Regions from separate parts of the Mus musculus genome. Here region 2 is linked to region 1. Evidence: chromatin contacts called from public ChIA-PET data. All regions are on one chromosome and are shown on one strand. Each heading gives the region's core, a stretch centred on a gene start, on an enhancer-like site or on the middle of the called end of the contact. The rest is flanking DNA. Distances are from core to core; before and after follow the strand shown.

Region 1 (3,789 bases), core at 792-3,291:
ATGTTTAGATGTGCACAAGTAACTGGAAAGTAATTTACCAAGGCTCTTATTATATCTACCCTTGAGAAATGAAGTTTTGGTTAGAGATAAAAATGGACATATAGCTTCATTAAAAAAAAAAATCTCAGAATTGGCAACCAGCACACATTCCTTCAGAGTAGAAAGGGTGGGACCATATCTGCAACTTGTGAAAAACCTTGAATTTCTCTGTCTATAAAACTGAAGTATAATAGGACCCATAACATAGACATTTTCATGAGAACAGAATCAGTTCACACATGTGGGGCTCACAGAGCAGTCTCTGTACACAGTGAGCACTAGTATGTGTTATTTAATACCTCTCAGTTTCCTCCTTGCTACCAACTTCTATTTTTACTACAATAATTCTAGTTTTATCTCTTGCTTGTATTTGCTGCAGTGTCTTAAAATAGATCTACCTACCAACAATCTCTATCACCATAATCCAGTACATTATCAAATCATTGTGAGACGTATGATCTTGTACAAAGGTCTTCAAAACTCACTCCTTATATAGTAAAGAGCAAAGTATGTTCTCAGCTGCCATCCAATGATCTCAGGGCCATTTTCTACCCTGCTTCCTGCTGCTCCTCTGTACCAAGCTACTACTCTGTGATCTGTTCTTCAGTCTGAAATAATTTTGCCAATTCCTATCTCAAGGTTATATCTTATTGTCTTAAGTCTTAGAGTTGAAGGTACTTTCTCTATTCTCTCAACTGTCAGAGGAGAATGTATTTAGTCCTAGAAAAAATTCAAATTGTTTCTTACAGCACACACAACTGCATACAAGCATGTATACACATGTATACATATACATAGACACACACACCCCACTAGTTTCTGTGGATTTCATATTAAGTGCCTGTGTCTGATTCTTAACGTATGTTTTAGTTTCTACATCTGGTAAATATCGTCATAGGTCTTGCATAGTCTATTGAAAAGGTTTGAAGTAGGATATGCTAGTGGGCTTGTTTTCCATAGCTTTTGAGGGGATTAGAAACACATAAAACCAACTAGTAGCACAATGGCTAAAACCCATTAAATAGAAGTTACTGTTACTTCTCCTTCAGAATAATTTCTTTCTTAAGGTTGAGCGGGGAACTGTAAACTCATAATTCTCAAGATGTGGAGCAGGAGGATCCCAAGTTCAAGGGCTATAGCAAACCCACATGACCCACCTTAAAAAGAGAGAGAGAGAAAAAAAGGGTAATACCTGTTTTTGAAAACAAAATCACATGTATGTATACATGTAAATACTTGGGCACAGCAGTAGGAGAGACTGAGTTAGTTGGATGCTCAGCTTATACAGGATCGCACTAAACGTGTGCCTTTCCCTGAATGTGACTGTAACCCAAGGTTTGATTTTCCCCAGTGACAAAGCCAATGCTAATATAAATAGCTAACTATTTAAAAGGTACTGTACAATAAAAACTCAAAATTAACTCATCTTAAAGCCTGTGATTCTGTGGTAGTACTACAGAAAATAAACCTTCAATAGTGTAGGTTCAAAGTGTCAAGTCACTGATCAGTGAAATTTCTTTTTGGTGATAAATAAAAACTATTATTTGAAAGCTATACAAAATCTAACCCTTTGTCCTTTGCCCTCAATTTAGAATGGGGTCACTCAGAGTTCAGACTGTGTGCTCCAGAGAATATCATTTCAACATTCATATAAAGATGTCTTAAAACATCATTCGACACTGAACAGGCAAATTTGGCATACACTGCATAGTCATTTACTCCCATTTGAAGGTCTGGCTAATAAAACAATAGAATGGTTTTTAAAAAGGCCAAATGATAGTAAAACTCACTGCACTCCTTAATGTATAGAAGCACAACTTAATTATAATACTGAATGAACCACGAAGAGATTAATGCACTTCTTCATTTTAAATATTTTAAGGAATTTTCCTCTAGAAATCACTACCTTTTACTACTATAAAAACGTACATGTAGTAACTTCCTTATGCCACTTCCAAAAGATGATTTCAACATGAATCAACAGAAATAGTTTCTAAAGTAGGTCATCGCTATAGCAACCAGTGGGTGGTTTAGCATACTCCCATCACAATGACCTACTTTCTAGTCTGTGCTAGGACAGCTTATATAACTAGTATTTCTAGTTCTGTCTATAAAATAGTCTGAAAAAGGCAATGGCAAGATACAACATAATCCCACTGCTACTGAAAACAAGACATTATGAATTCATATAACACAGTCATCTGTCCTATGCCATAGTTTCTACACTGTGTCATAACAGTCACCAGTGGAGATTACTCTTAGACTCTCTAAACCAAAACCATACAGTGTCGACCCTAGAGACCCGACTTAAAGAATATATACTAAAATCATTAAAATCACATGAAGAACATCTCCATGTATTCTGTACATATGAAAAAAAAAGATGTGGACCTACTACCATAAATAATAAAAAAAGAAGGGTTTTCAGCCATACCCCAAAGTATTTGATTAGAGATTTAAAAACTATAAATAGCAATTTGTGTGTCTCTAAGTATGGAATAAGGTTTTTATATGCTCCATTTTTAAAATTTCTAGCAAACTCTTAGTTCTTTCATTTATTCTGTCAACTGTGATACACATTTTCTTAACAGCCAATACTCAAGCATTTAATCCAGATGAAGTACACATCACGAAGGTGAATTCTGCACTTGTCAGGCTCAGAATTAAAAGCACAGGTCCAGAGACATAGCAGAACAAAAAGTTGTTTCTAAAACCAATGTGTTGCAATCAAAACAAAATTTATAGGTAACCTTCTCACAAGCCCTTCCAAAGAACCAACAGAGGCAGAACAGGGCTTTTAGTGTGGTTGCTCAGGTGTGACCCAAGAAAATGATTATGTGTGCAGTACAACAGTAGAACATTCACTTAGCATGGTCAAGGCTCTAGGTTCAGTTCTCAAACATCAAAAATTAAGAAATTAAAGAAATAATGAAAAAAGCTGAAGGTCAGGCCTGGCAGTACACACCTGTATTCTAGCATTCTAGAATCTTTAGGCTACTGATACAGGAGTATCTAAACTCAATGCCACCTGGCAAACTCAGCAAAACCGTGACTGAAAAAATAAGACATTATATAAAAAAATTTTTAATTCAAAAGCTGCAAACCCAGCAGACTGGTGAAGTTGTGTCACTGGGTGTCTCAAATAGGATGAGCCCTGCTGTTCTTGGTGATATGACTCACTGGGGTAATAAGCATGACTTATTGAAGTTCTGAGGCTTCTCTTGATGTGTACAGGTATTAAGTGAACCCAGAAAATCTCTATATAAAGTAGTATTTCAATACCCCTGGTTTGATACACAATGAATTTGGACTTCCATTCAGAATATGAGAAACTCTGTTCTGGACTCAAGTCTGAGGCTACACATTACTGTCTGAGGCACCACAGGCTACACTAAAGACAGTGTCCCACTTCTGGCCTGTCCAGGTCCTCTAGCTTCCTTCAGCCATTTTAACAACTAAAACTGCCTCAGAACAACTCTAAAATGCCTTCCTTCCAAGGAGTGATAACTAATTTCATCCACCAGTTTATGAGAGCTAAAACTGTGATGTTGTAATGTCCACAGAGCTAGGAAAGGTACTTGAACATGTGCACCATATACAGAAACTGCTTACAGCCTTCTAGGATAAAAGACAACTTTGTAGCACAAATGGGTAATACTGACACACTGTGAAAAAGCAGAAGGAAGAAAGCATTTCTTGTCTTTTACTCCTACTCTAAGGCAAAGAAGATATAAAAAAGTCAAGGATACA
Region 2 (3,789 bases), core at 803-3,302, 34 kb before region 1:
AAAGTGCTCCCCTCTTCTTGCTCTCCCCACCACTCCCCTCTGGCCACCCCTTCTCTGTCTCCTCTACAGGTGCATCTTTAGGCTTGGTAGCCTGAAATTCCAGCACTAGGAAGGCTGACGCATAAGTTTTAGGTCAGCCTGGTCTACCTAGAGTATTTTTAAGCCAGTTTGGACTGTAAAGTAACAACTTGTTTAAAAAAAAAAAAAACCCAAAATATTATAATTAAAGAAATGAGAGAGACCATGAATTTGAGAGAGAATAATGGAGTGTGTGTGTACTTGGGAAGTGTAAATGATGTAATTGTATTTTAATTAAAAGCATTAGAAATGAATGAGTTTTTCTAGTGAAAAACAAACAAATGTACAAACAAATAAATATGCTTTCCTTCTTACCTTATAGTCTCTCCTGAGCGATTTTGTCCTTCTCCAGGGCTTCAGTCAGTCCATTTAGGACTCCTCTGTAGCTTCTAAAATGTGATTCTGTCACCTCTCTGCAATAGACCTCAGTGGCACTTTAGGACAGACATACAATAATTTGTAGAAAAGACTTTCTGCCACCTGAATTCCCATCTCCCTTCCTCACAAACCAGTCACTTCTCAGTCCCGGCGGACTCTGTTCCCACTACATAGTCTCCAAAGACTGTGCTTTTGTCAATCAACTCTCAGAAGTAAGCGTCACTTTCTTAAGGAAATGCCTCTGATGTTTCAGAATAGATGAAGCCCCATGTCCCCTTTAAGGGTGTTTACGGCACCATGGACTGCAATGCTCCACCTGGGATGGCTGTGACCCCTCACGTTTCTGCTTCACTATCCCACACAACCCACTTTGCAGCACCGTGTTCTAATGAACTGTCTCCCTGCCCTTCATGGGCTGCCATCACTGACTCTGGGAAAGAGAGGGGCAGGCAGTTCCCGGTGTGTTTTTTTACTTTATAGTAATATTTATCAATTGTCCATTCAACTTGTAGGGTTTTTTTGTTTGTTTTTTTGTTTGTTTGTTTGTTTTAAGCTCAGGCTGCTGTCAGGATGGTAGGCACTAGCTCTCCTGGCCAAACATTTCATATTTCTGTTGGGATCACAGACCATCTGAGAACTTGAGAGTTACAGACTTTACAAAAAAAAAATAAGGAAGGCCCACACCTTTTTCACTTCAGAAATGGCGTTAGCAAGAACTATGAGCAGCCCATAGTGACTGTGTATGCAGGGGAGAGCCGAGACTGAATACTGTTATTTCCTGTAATGAGCAAACAAAGAACACGATGCACAAGGCAATAACAGCAAATTAACAAATCAGGCTATGAAACAATGCAGAGGGCAAAAGTGAGTTACTTTAGCGCAGCTACACTGCCTTGGAATTAATCTCCAATTAGCTGTGACTTTTTAGGAAGTAATATCACCTTTCTGTGTGGGCAGTGTGGGCATCAGGAACATGGGGACGCTATTCCTTGGTGAAAGATCATGTTAAACGAGTTAATAGTAGTTCAGAGTATTAAAAAACAAAACAAAGCCCTCACATCTACTCCTCATTAAACCATAGTTCCCCTTAAAGATGAGGCCAGGATGCAGGTGTAGCTTGCCCAAGGCTGCCCACCTAAGAATGGCAGTCCTCTTAGCCTTGTGTCCTATGTACAATGATGCTCTTGCTAAAAAGGTCACATAGTCTGCTCTCTTATGCAATCCTCTCAAGCAATCCTGAGGTGAGAAATACATTTTTATAATTAAAACAGTCCTCTCAATAAAACCAATTAAGTTCTGATCTGACAGTTTCAAGTGAATTCCAATTTGTAGGCAAAGAACCACAAAGTTGGTCAGAGGAAGGGCCCTGCCAGGACCGCTACCGTGGCCTCTTATTTACGTGTGCAGCCTCCTTTTTTCAGTGCTCCGAGGTGGAGTGCCTGTGTGGACGTTCTCGGTGGGCAGCTGCTAACCCTGACCCCGGTAGGCAGGCTTGAGGCTCAGCCAGAGCTGGAGAAATAGGGTGGCTTACCTGTGGGCAGCAGTCCAAGCACAGCGGAGAGACCTTGGGCGTTGAGCTAAGTTCCCACCCTGTTCCGCAGGCCTCTCCACTCAGGAAACAGATCCTAGGTAACTGGCAGGGCTTCGCCTTGGCTGGTAACCAATCAGAGCTCGAGAAACTGATGTGCAGGAAGTCACGCCTCCATCCCGAGCGTAGCCAATTAGAACACTGTGTACAGGCTCCCGTGGGAATAAGTGAGCCACACTACAGGGTCTATTGCCACCAGTGCCACCTGGCGCTTCTGTCTCAGCAAACTCTGGTGGTTCAGTCTCTTTGTCCCTTAGAGAACGTTACAACTCGTTGAGAGAAAGAGGCAGGGAGGAGGGGCAGATCAGAACCTGTTGTCTGTAATGTGGAGCCATTCAGAATTCTCAAGTTTAAAACTTTGAAACCTGACCTGTCCAAACAAAACAAACCCCTCACATCTGCGGTAAACACCAGGTCTGATTCCCTAAATGCCATTCATCCTTTTTACCCCTAGATGACTTTGCCCAAATACTGCTAAACTGCCTTTTGCTTTACATTCTAAGTTATTCGTGATGCCCACACTCATAAACCAGCCAACCAAAAGCCAGAATCTTTTTCATCCATCCTTCAGATAAATATTTACAGGCTGCCGCCTCAGCACCAAGCATGCGGAACTGCAGCGCTAGGACCTTGGACAGGGCAACAGGAACTGAAACACATTAACGTGGTAACCACAATGAGAGTGAAGTGCTACCCAGGAAAGAGTCCCCTGTGCCCACCCTGTGCTGTATGCAGTTAGAGCAAGGAAAATGGTGTTTCCTAGGCTGATAGCCCGCCTCGTTACCTTTCTAAGGGTCTCTCACTCAGGTTGACACCTCCCCTTCATGTGGAGTGGAGGCTCCTGATTATGTCCTTAGCTAAGAACAATGCTTGATCCACAGTTAAGAACTCCAGAATGTTAATCATATCTGAAAACAGCCGTGTGGTTTACACTTTGTGGGCTTTAGAGGAACAGAGTCCTGACTCCTAAAGATCAGTTCTGATCCTCAGGCTACTCCGGAATTAACTGAGCAGCTACTACCTAGATGAGTAGGTGATCTATGTCCAATAACCCTTCTTAGCACATCAACACTCTATTCATGGATTTTACTGCACACTTTCTTACAAAAATTTGGGATTCATGGTTAAGATGTGCTATCCTCACTTGGGAAAAGGAAACTACAGTCAAGTATAGAAAAGGAATAAGTGGTCACATCGCAGCATGGGGAAGGATTAGACAAAGACAGCCTGGAATTACACAGTAATCTAGGCCAGTTTTGTTTAGTTTCAGGCACTGTCTCAAAAGCCAACCCACACCCCCCATCAGACAATTGAAAAAAAAAGGGGGGGAAGAAAGAAAGTTATAGGTGTTAAAGTCAAGACTTGGAATTGCATGCTGTGCAATCACTTGTTAGGAGAGGGACGCAGAACTGAGAATCATGGTGTGGGAAGCTTGCACCAAGGCTCCACACAACCTGTGCACTGTGATCAAAAGTAGCTGCTAACTCAGCCACACTGACTGTGGCCAGTGACTGGGCTCAGACTTTGCCATCTTCTTACAGTGCGTTTCTAGGGCCTGACACTCAGAAAAAACCTTAGGAGGAACAGGTGATGAGACTACTACTATGTATATTTTCCTAAAGAAAACTACAAAAATCAAACAATTCTGAAGTCTCTATAAGAAATAAAGTTATACTGGGTATAGTGGTTTGAATGAGAATGGTCCCCACAGGCTTGTTTGAATACTTGGGCCCCAGCTGGTGGAG

The links. ChIA-PET counts read pairs in DNA pulled down with a chosen protein or histone mark.
Region 2: a contact with region 1 is called in an RNA polymerase II ChIA-PET map of memory CD8 T cells, with 121 read pairs. The contact joins the promoter of Mterf2 here to the enhancer-like site in region 1. A contact is called at or near these places in 6 of 484 Hi-C or Micro-C datasets (CD4 T cells, forebrain, muscle stem cells and 3 more), 7 of 115 datasets of contacts at active chromatin or transcription factors (CD8 T cells, the SCID.adh cell line, effector CD8 T cells and 2 more) and 3 of 9 other capture datasets (adipose tissue, liver and pancreatic islet).

What each region holds. Positions count from the first base shown.
Region 1 is chr10:85,159,875-85,163,663 of GRCm38.p6, forward strand. The region is part of intron 1 of Cry1 (cryptochrome 1 (photolyase-like)); the gene reads right to left. Among named protein-coding and RNA genes, the nearest start is that of Cry1, 23 kb to the right of the region's middle. Within about 2 kb of position 2,042, at least 134 of the 459 cell types and tissues checked have an H3K27ac peak or open chromatin away from gene starts, as enhancers often do. A contact at or near this core is called in adipose tissue, effector CD8 T cells, forebrain and 4 more, where this site is marked.
Region 2 is chr10:85,125,975-85,129,763 of GRCm38.p6, forward strand. It overlaps Mterf2 (mitochondrial transcription termination factor 2), which reads right to left and starts at 2,053. Exons shown (of 3, transcript NM_028832.3): 1 at 1,988-2,053; 2 at 394-512.